4 separate regions of the Mus musculus genome follow, and all the other regions are linked to region 2. The links are chromatin contacts, called in public HiCAR-type and HiChIP or PLAC-seq maps. All regions are on one chromosome and are shown on one strand. Each heading gives the region's core, a stretch centred on a gene start, on an enhancer-like site or on the middle of the called end of the contact. The rest is flanking DNA. Distances are from core to core; before and after follow the strand shown. Region 1 holds the start of Platr22 (pluripotency associated transcript 22). Region 2 holds the start of Dennd1b (DENN/MADD domain containing 1B). Region 3 holds the start of Zfp281 (zinc finger protein 281). Region 4 holds the start of Nr5a2 (nuclear receptor subfamily 5, group A, member 2).

Region 1 (2,700 bases), core at 188-2,687, 2.3 Mb after region 2:
GGACTTTCTTCCCTTCCCAGCACCTCCCCCGCCCGCCCTCCCCCCCCCCCCCCCGCACACCACCCCCACATCCTGCACTCTGCCAAGCCCCCCACCCCACCCCCCACCCCCCCGCCGGCACACCCCAAGCAGGCTTACCACCCTCCACCTTGCTTTTCTTTTCTTTTCTTTTTTTTTAATTTATGAAACGCTTCACAAATTTACATGCCATCCTTGCAGCAGGGGCCAGGATGTATCATTCCAATTTTAGTATATGTGCTGCCGAAGTGAGCACTCTTTTCTTTTTTTTAATTAAAATTTTCTTTTTGAGAATGTCATACATAAATAGTTTCCTCCCTAATTGGGAGTCCCAGTGCTATTATTAGTTTTGGGTTGGTTTTTTGTTTGTTTGTTTGTTTGTTTAGTTTTTCGAGACAGGGTTTCTCTGTATAGCCCTGGCTGACCTGGAACTCACTTTGTAGACCAGGCTGGCCTCGAACTCAGAAATCCGCCTGCCTCTGCCTCCCGAGTGCTGGGATTAAAGGTGTGCGCCAGGTTGTTTTATTTTTTTAAGTTTTTTGCTCTTTTTGTACTGGGACACAGAGCTACACATCAGCCTCAAAAGGCTAGTTTTTCATATCTAATGCATCACAGAACTCTCTAGAATCTCCCTATTTATACTGCAGTGTCACCTACACACACACATACAGTGAAGTCATACATCTTTACGTGCACAGCACCAAGAAACTAGAAACATCTAACATCCTATCTGTGAGAAATATGGAGAATTCTTACACCACAAATTCAAAAAAGGCAAAGAAAACACAAAACACATATAATTTGGGGTTTCCCATACGTTCCTGGATCAAAAACAACATCTAAGGTTGCTATTTTAAAGCCAAATTAAAGTGTTGATGTATATGTGTGTGTGTGTGTGTGTGTGTTTATGACAGGAAACGTCCCTAACAATAACACTTTATTTCCTGCAAACTACAAATAAATTCCATGCATTCCCATGCTTACTTTGCTCTGGAGCCCAGGGCCACTGACTCAGAGTCCGAGACCTCCTGTGTCATTGAGAAGAAAGTTTCTGTTAGGGCCCTAAGGTCTTTCTCAATGTTTTGAACCACTTAACAAAGAATTTGACAAACTGAGATACGTGAAACCTTAGTCACCAAGGACGGCTTCTACGACCTCAGTCTACAGGTATTTTTACCGAGCCATCCCTGAGTCACCAGGCTCTGTAAAAAACTCCAGTATGATCTTGTTTCACTAACCTTCACATCTTTTCCTAACGGAGCTTGCCGCCGGTGGTCACGTGGTACTGATCCTCTTCCTTTTCGGGGCGCAAGCAGCAGAGATTCAAGGCAGTCCGGTAGCCCGATCCGCACCCACACAAAAGTGTTTGGTAATCGCTAACTAAACAAAGAGGAAACGGCCAGGCCTGAAGCCACATTCCCAAACTGATTCCTCGGAACATTCCTCCTTAGAGGTGCCTGCTGACCCAGGGCGGTGGCTAACCCCCTGCTGTGCACAGGAATCCACCAGGCCCACATCTTACAAGCCTCTCACTCAGCGGTCCCCAAACTTACTGGACACTCCCTTTTCTCTAGCATCGTCATTAACATTCCACCTGTACCTTAGGCCTTGCCTGTCTGGTCAGTTCTGCTGAATTCACAGCCCCAGGTATTGTGGGTAATTATCCCTTGCTTACTCCAGGAGTAGTCAGAAGTCAGGATGTCCGTTTGTTTTTGATGGAGGGGACTGGGCCTCAGGCATGCCTGGCTTTCCTCTACCACCGAACTTCCTACCTGTTAGAATTTATGTCCTTTGGTGGGAAATGCTCAAATCCAAAATCCATTGGTCTGTCACTACCAGTTTTCCAGGGGAGACAGGGTGAGGTAGCCTCGCTTCCTACTCACCTCTTTCCTGGCATTACAGAATATGCCAATTCCTTGGCCTGGCACTTGACCTACATGACTGAGAGCTTACAAACAGGAGTTGCAGTCTGAATTCAGAGTCCAGTCTCCTCTGTTTAATAGACCTTGGGCAAATTGTTTCACCTCTCTGAGCTTCAAGGTTTCTATCTGTGAAACAGAATAAAAGGTACCTGGCTTTTGAAAGAAAGGTTTTTTTCTAGAGCAGATTAAATTGGCTACGTAGCCGGGCAGTGGTGCCACATGCCTTTAATCCCAGCACTTGGGAGGCAGAGGCAGGCTGATTGCAGAGTTCAAGGCCAGCCTGGTCTACAGAGTTCCAGGACAGCCAGGGCTATACAAACCCTGTCTCAAAAAAAAAAAAAAAAAAAAAAAAAAAAAAAAAAAAAGTGGCTATGTAAAGCCTGAAGTATGCTGGCTCTGGGGCACACGCCCTAAGTGCCAAGAGCTGGTTTTCCGGTGCCCTTGGCCCATCTTTAGTTAATACAGCTTTAACACCTGGGACAGAAGACAGAGGAAATGGAAAGTTGGGCTGGAAGGGGAAGAGGGCGCCTGCGGAAGCATTTTACAATGTGAAGTGAGGTCAGAGGCACAGACACAAAGATCAAAGCCTCGCAAAGTAGGAGGTGGGTGTGTCCCAGTCTGAGGAGCCAGGTCCTACCTCCAAAACCTCCCCGCTGCACTAAGCACCCAAGGATGGGACCTCTTCCCTTTCTCCCCTCACAGTCACCAAAGGCCATCGCAACCAAAGGATGAGAGCTGAGGGCAGGCACCGAATGCACTT
Region 2 (2,700 bases), core at 57-2,556:
ATGGGAGGGAGAGGCAGGGGACTGTTAAAGGAAAAGACATCACAATGCACAAAAGTGATGGTGTATATTTCAATTACCCTGTTAAGACTAGTGCCTTTGTACATTGGCTTGTTTAATACATAATTTCTTTAAGATATTAATGCTATCTCTCACTTCTAAACAAACATTGATTTTAAATATATATATATATATATATATATATATATATATATATATATATATATATATATAACATGACATTCTTTAGAACTGGAGGGAAAGACAACCCATACAAATTAATTTATAAATATCCACTTCTCCACTTCCTCATCCCACCCGCTATTAACTTGTTTCATGAGCATAAACCGGGCTCCAGCTATCTTTTTTTTTAATTCCCTCATAGTACAATAAATTGTCCAAAGAGTAAGTTGTGTGTTTTTTTTTAATCACCCTGTCCTCTATGGTGTCAAATATTAAAGGAAATATTCTAAAATGTGTAACATTTCTATCTTCATAAGATATTTAGAATTTGTCTTAGGTAAATAAATCCTGACTCGGTAATACTTCTCTGCAATCTACAGGGCCTTTCACTGTGGCTCTAACACACAGTGAGGTAGAACGGAAGAGGAGGGGGCGGTCAAAGAAGACGAGATTTCTTCCCAAAGTAAAGTTTCCAGAGAAAAAGCTGCAAATACCCATCTCTAAGACACCTCCAAGCAGAGCCGCCACCGTTATTCAAATTGCTTTTTACCTACTCCCTACAAGTAAAATGGCCAATGGTGAAGAGCCACCTTAGTGCATATACCACTCTGCAAGCAGCACACACACTCAGCGGCTGCACAAACAAACACCGCTTTCATTTTAAACGAAGGGAAAGCATCAGAAAGCAACCCTGGCCACCCTGAAAAATCACCCTAAAGGGAACCACGGCGATCCTAACGCCGGGGGAGCGGTTCCCTAACCACCGCTCGCAGAGCCGCCCGCCCGTCCGCCCGCCCGCCCGCCCGCCGCGGCGCACGGCCGACCCGGCCCGGGGAAGACCGGTCGCCGGCCGGGCAGGCTTTGCGGCCTAGCGCCGACCTCCGCGCAGCGGGCCGTACCGGGCAGGCCGCACCCGGGGCCGCGGAGGCCTGGCCCCGCCGCCGCTCACCTGGTCCTGCGGTCCATGGTCACATGTCGCTGCGGGGCTGCCGTCGCCCCGCGCCCGCACGCCCGCACGCCGTCCGGGACGCGCTGCTCCGAGCGGCGGCTGGCCCACGGCGCCCTCCGCGGCCTCGCGGGGACAGCACCGCGGCGACGCCGCCCCCGCCCCTGCCCCTGCCCCCGCCTCTCGGTTCCCGCGACCCGGCCGGCGGCGGCTTCGCCACCTTCCGCGAACCAGGAAGTCGGCGGGAGGGGGAGGGGGCGCACGGGGACGCGCCCGGCGGCTGCACCTGGCCGCGCGGGCTCCGGGCAGGACCTGCCCTCCTGCTGTCCTGGGCACCGGCTCCTGCGATCCCCGGCCTGGGAAAGCACTTCTGCCCCGGGGTTCCCACATCACGACTCCCATTCATTGCAAATTGGGAGCTCGAGTGGATGCTCTGACTTCCGCCTCACTCCTGCCCGTGGCCCCGGTAGTGCTCTCTCGGAAACCCAGAGCCGCCCCCTCCTGATTCAGGAATGTTCAGACTTCATGCACCTGCTAACCAGCTCTGCCAAACTGCTCAAGGACAGGCTCCAGTTGCCGGCACATATGGGAAACACATTCCTGCCGCAGACACCGGACGCACAGCCAGGGACTTAACTTTTGAACACACAGTAGCAGGCCCCCTAGAGTGTCGTTCTAGGGGAGCTGAGAGGGCACCACGAAGGATGGAGGAGGTGGAACCTGATGTGTTTCTGTAAGCAGTGACAAACACTGGCTTGGTGTTTTCAACACCTGAGCTATAGGTAGGTACCTTAATCCAGAGCAAGAGACTGGATCTGAGATAAGGAAGCAGTAGGCAGTGGCAAAGTTGGAATCTAACCAAGCTCAGCTGCTGCTGATTCTTACTGTGGCTTCTTACTGCCTCGTCTGCTGCTGTCTCAGATGCAGGATCTACTAAGAAGACATTTAGAAAGATTTATGGTAGACGTTGAAAACATTGTCCAGGGCTGGAGAGTCACACAGACTCCTTAGGGACTGGAGAAGGCTTTCTCCCAGCTAGCATTCCCCCTTGACAAGGCTAGAGTGACTGTCATGCAGTAAGGGTTACTTCAGACTGTATCCATCCACACAGAAAGTACGAGAATGAGGAAACCAACATGGTATGAATGTGGTATGAGTCACGACACATAAAAGTCAGACACGGAGCCTTGGAAAATAAAGACTAGATTTGATCTTATACTTTCCTGCTAAAAAAAAAAAAAAAAAAAAAAAAAAACGGTGTTGCTCCATCAAGATAGAAAGATATAGTCCACAGCCACAAACCTCTTACTTTAAAAAAAAAAAAAAAAAAATGAGCTCCCAATGTGGTTGAAAAACAAAACAAAATGTCAGAGCATACTGTTTTTGTCACAGCTTGTCTTGGCGTGGGATATTAACTTCAGTTTCTCGCTTCCTACATTTGTAAAATGGGAATTATGATTCGCCTGTCACATGAGGACTGTGCTGTTCAAGTTTAAAATTGCAATGCTTCTTGTGAGATATTTGGAGAAATCAGTGAATTTCAGTTTCACAATTAGGCCAACTATACCATGTTT
Region 3 (2,700 bases), core at 183-2,682, 2.3 Mb after region 2:
CTGTTGGCAAGTGTCACACTTGTATGGCTTTTCTCCACTATGTGTCCTCTTGTGTCTCTCCATATGGTACTTCTGAATAAACTTCATGCTGCACTGATCGCACCCAAAGGGTTTCTCTCTGCTGTGAATTTTCTCGTGTCTCTGCAGTAGGTATTTCTGGATGAAACCCATACTACACTGGCTGCACTGGAAAGGCCTTTCGCCCGTGTGGATGAGGACATGTCTCCGCAGGTGGTAGGAGCTCCTGAAAGCAGCACTACAGTGATCACAGATATGAGGTTTCTGACTTGGGGACAGGACGGCACCTTCTCCCTCTCCAACCAAAGGTTTGGAAGATGCACTTGGCTTCCTCTTGGCTTTGATTCCCTGAGATTCTGGCTTTGGCCTCTTTGCCTTTTTGACGTTAGCGTCCTGCTTTGGCTCCTGGTTGCCGTGCTCATCAGTCCTGCTACCGCTGCTCAGTAATACATCGCGGTGGTGCTGGGCCGGTTGCTGCTGGGCATGCTGGTGCAGAAGACTGAGGTCTTGGATGACGCCGTGGCTCCCCCCTTCCCCTCCTCCTAGGCCTGGTGATCGCTCTTCAGCCCCAGCGAACAGCCCCCCATAGTGGTGGTGGTGATGGTGGTGGTGGGACGGCTGCTCCTCGGGATCCGCAGGTTTCTCCTGCTTGATGCTCACCAAGGACTGCAAGAATCCCCAGGAGGTCCTCTGCGAAGGGAAGGCCGCGGCTGACGCCGCCGGCTCCTTCTTGAAAGTCATGTCCGGGGCTGGCGGAGGGGGGGGCTCAGCGGCCGGGGCTGCGGAGGTAGAGGAGGATAACACGCACTGCGGGGGAGGGGCGGCCGTCCCCGCCGGCCGGGTGAAGCTGGTGACCGGGGGAAGCCGGTGGTTGAACATAACCATACTCTGGGGGAAGGTGGGCTCCATCTCTGCTCTCCTGCCGCCGCCGCTGCCGCCGCTGGCGCTGCCGGAGCTGCCGCCGGAGCCGCTACCACCGCTACTGCTGGGACCGCCGCCGCCGCTAAGGAACCCGCTGCCGATTTTCATACCCCGGAGGAGGCCTGGCTGCGGAGAGGAGGGAGAGGAGGGAAGAGGGGGAACGGCGGTAGGGCCGGGCCCCGGGCCGGGACCACCGCAGCGTTTGGGACCCGCCGCGCCGCCGCCCAGCCCGCACCGCGCCCGGCTCCCGTCCGCAGCCCCGCCGCCTCCGGCCCGGCGCGCTCGACCCCGCGGCCTTCTTGGCCGCTCCCGCGCCCGCCCCGGCCCGCCGGCCACACTTACGGGTTCCGCCGCCGCCGCAGCCGCCGTCGCCTCCAGTTAATAAAAATAACGCCGTCCTCTCCACAATGGAATTAAAAGCCTCCCCGCTTCTGCGCAGCCGCGGCGCGGTGTCTGCCGGGAAGTCCTCGACCGGACCAGAGGGGCGCTCGGCGAGCCCCGTGCGCCTGCGCCTCAGTTTCCGCCTGGCTAGCCTGTCAATCAAGCGGGCGGTTGGGCGGAGCTGCTGGGGGCTAGGTGGGAGGGGCGGGGACTTGGAGGCGGACAGCGGAGGGTCTTCCGCAGCGAGGGGACGTGATTGGTGGCCCTGCTGAGGGGCAGACAGTGGCTGAGGGTTTCTAGGGAGAAGGCGCTCCGGAGGTGGAGCCCAAGGGGCGGGAAGTCCGGGGACGCCAGGAGAGCGTGTTGCAGCGTGGCGTGGGAGCTGCAGAGGAAGGGGTTAGGGAAGGTGGAGACACTGAAAACTGAACATTGGCATTTGGTTCACTTTAGTGTTTGCAATCCAAGTATTGAATCAAAATCAAACAGAGAATAGGATTCCTTAAGGTACTTGTGATTCTGCCTGAAAGCTTTAAACTCGTAACGGTATTGATTACAGATAGCTTTTACTCCTTTTCAGAATGGAGACAGCAATAACGCTTGTCTTTGCCTTTATTGAAGGAGCCTTTGAGACTGCCATAGAGGAGGGACCGCTGCAGAAAATTGTCTCAGTGCCAGCCTACCTGAAGGCTACGCAAAGGGAAACCACGTGTAATCCCAGGTGCAGCTGTCCTGTAAAACACGCCCACACACACTTCATCATCAGATGGTATTTAAATGCCACGTACTTTCTCAGTTGTCTGAATTTGCTTATTACGTTGAATACTAACTAGCCTCAAATACTGGCCATCGTTCTTGTTTAAAATCTCTGTTAGGATACATACCCCACTCTCCCAACCCCTCCAGTATAGAATACCTAGAAACTTGAAAAGTTGTTCCTTATTCAGTTGGGGGAAATTAGATAAAATCTTGAAATTAAAAGTTCTATCGACAAAACCAAATAGATATTAATTTAGTGCCTAATAATGTATAAAAGGCATTCACAGCGAGCATGCAAAAATCTAAACCAGCAACTTTCCTAGGTGTATTTATACACCACAGACTTTTTAATAAAAAGACCTGGAGAACAGTTATTTACATAGTGTGTTTTCTTAAAGAAATCACACGTCCATATTCTCATAGTGTTTCTCGAGATGACTTCTTGTAATAACTTCCTTGAGAAATTTTGCAATTAAAGCCATAGCGGTGTATTGTTTACCAACACAGGCCTCTCTGAGCCTGCCCAGAAACCTTAAAACTGTATTTTATGAATAGTTTCATGAGGCATTGTATCTTCCTAGCCCCATGGAACTACAGTTAAATTATTTCCTGAAACTACCAGGT
Region 4 (2,700 bases), core at 39-2,538, 2.0 Mb after region 2:
CACCATACCTAGTTGAGCCTGGGGATTTATGTATGCTAAACTTGTACACTCCATTATTCAACTATACCTGAGTTACTCCATTTTAGCTTCTAGAAGATGTATTATATGAAGAGTGATGCTTCAGAGACCTAAATAATTTTTAAGAAAAAAGCTGTTTTGCAGAGTTCTGTGTCCTTTAGCCTATATATAGGGAGATTTCTGGCATGTCAGACTGTTGTTTGATTGCTCAGAGAAATAACAACAAAGAAATAACTGACAAGAATTGACATCCTATGATCTTTTAAAATCCCTTTAATCTCAGCACTCTGGAGGCAGAGGCAGGGGGATCTTTGAGTTCAAGCCTAGCTCTACAGAGTGAGTTCCAGGATTGCCAGGGCTATATAGAGAAACCCTTGTTTCAAGGAAAACAAACAAACACAAACAAAACCAAAAACAACCAGAAAAAGAAACAACACCCAAGGTTGTATTCTGGACTCCTTATGCATAATCACATAGTGTACAATCTACCCCCCCTACACACAGGTGGGGGCCCCCACAAATACATACACACTTATATATACAGAATCATATATGAAAAATGCATTATACATGTATCATTTTGCTCAAATTTTATCTCAAGGTATTTTACTTTATGGAGGTAAAGAAATGACCGCTTTAGCCCAATGACCAATATACAAGCAAGCTAATGCCTCTTCTAACAAACATACAGGGTTGTTTTTTTTAAGGCAACTGGTCAAATGGTAAGTAAATACCCACGAGCTTGCAAGTGCTCCTGTAGGGTTTCAAAGTGTCAATCATATCTACAGTCATCATTTAAAGAATTAATGTCCGCCAATGTTATCATCTAAAATGTATTTGCAGAGGTCAGAAGAGCAGAGTCTGTCCTTCCCCATGCCAGAAGCAGTGACATCAAAGGGCCATGTCACAAGCTGCAGTTTAGTTAGTGGACTTGAGGTGGTTTGGAGTTTTTATCCACTAAGTATGATCTCCTGACCCCTTGGCTTTACAACTTTCCACACTCTGGGCTGCAGAAGAACCCCTCCTTTTCTGAGTTAATCATTTCTTTGCCATTATCTGCCAAGAGTTCTTATCTCTTTTGCTGTCACTTTATAACAGGGTCCTCTTATCAACCGGCACAGGGTCATGTGACCAGTTGAAGCCTATTGAAAGCTTCCTTTCTTCTGATTAGAAACCATCATGAAACTGGAGACATGGTTTACAGCAGGTCATACATGCTGGAAAAAGTGCAGAGTCCAGGAGAACACGGACTGGAGCCTTTCTGAATTCTGTTTTTTCCCCCTTTTTCTTAACTTTCACTAAGGAAATGAGGGTTACTGTAGTCTGAGGTTTCCTTCCCAAAGTCACAAAATATGACAAGCTGCAATCTTTCTCACATTCAATGATTTCTGCTGTAAGCCAAAGGACTGCCAATAATTTCGCTAAGAATGTCTGCTAGTTTGGATACTGGAGATTTTCAAGAATTTCTTAAGCATGGACTTACAGCTATTGGTAAGTAGGAAGCCACTCTCTTAACATCTGGCTGTTTTGTGCTACTAATGGTGGATTTGTGTTTTAATGTACTACTTTGCCTGCAGTAATTATTAAAAGCATACAATAAGCCCACACATATATCACACATTTATTTTTCTTGAAGTTGAAAGAAGCAAATGAGTAATTCAACACATGAATATCATTTATTGTATCCGGTGTTTGGGGATGCCATTGTATTAGATCCACTTAGCAAAAAGCTTAGGGTTTTGAGACAGGGTTTCTGTGTAGCCCTGGCTGTCCTGGAACTTCACTCTGTAAACCAGGCTAGCCTCAGACTCAGAGATCCACTTGCCCCTGCCCCTGCCCCTGCCCCTGCCCCTGCCCCTGCCCCTGCCCCTGCCCCTGCCCCTGCCCCTGCCCCTGCCCCTGCCTCTGCCTCTGCCTCTGTCTACCATGCTGGGATTAAAGGTGTGTGCTGTTACTGCCCAGCAGAAAGTCCAGTTGTTAATCATCTATTTCAGCCTTAACAATTTTTGATCATTTTGAATCAACCATGCCAAGTAAAGTTTTGAACATTTTGAAACAAGCAAATAAGATTGATCAACCACTGATCAAATAAAACTAACAGGGAACTTACCAGCAATGTGACATCTCAACTGGACCATGAGATGTCTCATTCACCGTGATCCTATAGAGATTTTTGTTTGTTTGCTTGTTTGTTTGTTGGCAAATGAAAGTCATTCAAGAAAAACAAAGTCAGCCTATTATTAAAGGATTCTTGGGGGTGGGGGGACTTACTGTGACTTGCTTTTAAAGACAGAAAGAACCACATACCCTCCCCACAAGTGGAACCTAGAGTTTGGGCACTTTCTAGGCAAGCACTCAATCTCTGGGCTACACACCTGGCCACCGTGTGAAGCATCTTGGGGTTCCTTGTTGTTGTTTGGGGATGAGTGAGGATTGAGTTTGGTTTTGGTTTTCCTGAGAGACAAGGGGTCTCATTATATAACCTAGGCTGGCCAGGAACCTGCTCTGTCGTCTTTCTCCTTGTCTCTCTCCATAATACCAGAACTGTAGGTGTGAGCTACCATTCCTGACTCATTATTTTAAAGGATAAACATCCCCACACATACATTTATACCAATATAGAGCCATAAATGTGGGAGTTTTACCATAAATTTAGTAAATACAGTAACATTCGGTTCATCC

The links. HiCAR-type assays count read pairs that join an accessible place to other places. HiChIP or PLAC-seq counts read pairs in DNA pulled down with a chosen protein or histone mark.
Region 1: an H3K27ac HiChIP or PLAC-seq map of extraembryonic endoderm stem cells shows a contact between it and region 2, with 5 times the contacts expected there. The contact joins the promoter of Platr22 here to the promoter of Dennd1b in region 2. A contact is called at or near these places in 1 of 39 promoter capture datasets (pre-B cells) and 1 of 115 datasets of contacts at active chromatin or transcription factors (extraembryonic endoderm stem cells).
Region 3: a HiCAR-type map of astrocytes shows a contact between it and region 2, with 3 times the contacts expected there. The contact joins the promoter of Zfp281 here to the promoter of Dennd1b in region 2. A contact is called at or near these places in 1 of 39 promoter capture datasets (liver) and 1 of 115 datasets of contacts at active chromatin or transcription factors (astrocytes).
Region 4: a contact with region 2 is called in an H3K27ac HiChIP or PLAC-seq map of embryonic stem cells, with 2.6 times the contacts expected there. The contact joins the promoter of Nr5a2 here to the promoter of Dennd1b in region 2. A contact is called at or near these places in 1 of 39 promoter capture datasets (liver) and 2 of 115 datasets of contacts at active chromatin or transcription factors (both in embryonic stem cells).

What each region holds. Positions count from the first base shown.
Region 1 is chr1:136,694,948-136,697,647 of GRCm38.p6, reverse strand. Platr22 (pluripotency associated transcript 22) reads right to left here and starts at 1,437. Exons shown (of 5, transcript NR_037986.1): 1 at 1,257-1,437. It also overlaps the pseudogene Gm24086.
Region 2 is chr1:138,962,315-138,965,014 of GRCm38.p6, reverse strand. Dennd1b (DENN/MADD domain containing 1B) reads right to left here and starts at 1,306. Exons shown (of 22, transcript NM_001166501.1): 1 at 1,130-1,306. The coding sequence starts at 1,146.
Region 3 is chr1:136,623,633-136,626,332 of GRCm38.p6, reverse strand. Zfp281 (zinc finger protein 281) reads right to left here and starts at 1,432. Exons shown (of 2, transcript NM_177643.4): 1 at 1,282-1,432; 2 at 1-1,061. The coding sequence starts at 1,047.
Region 4 is chr1:136,959,036-136,961,735 of GRCm38.p6, reverse strand. Nr5a2 (nuclear receptor subfamily 5, group A, member 2) reads left to right here and starts at 1,288. Exons shown (of 9, transcript NM_030676.3): 1 at 1,288-1,509. The coding sequence starts at 1,446.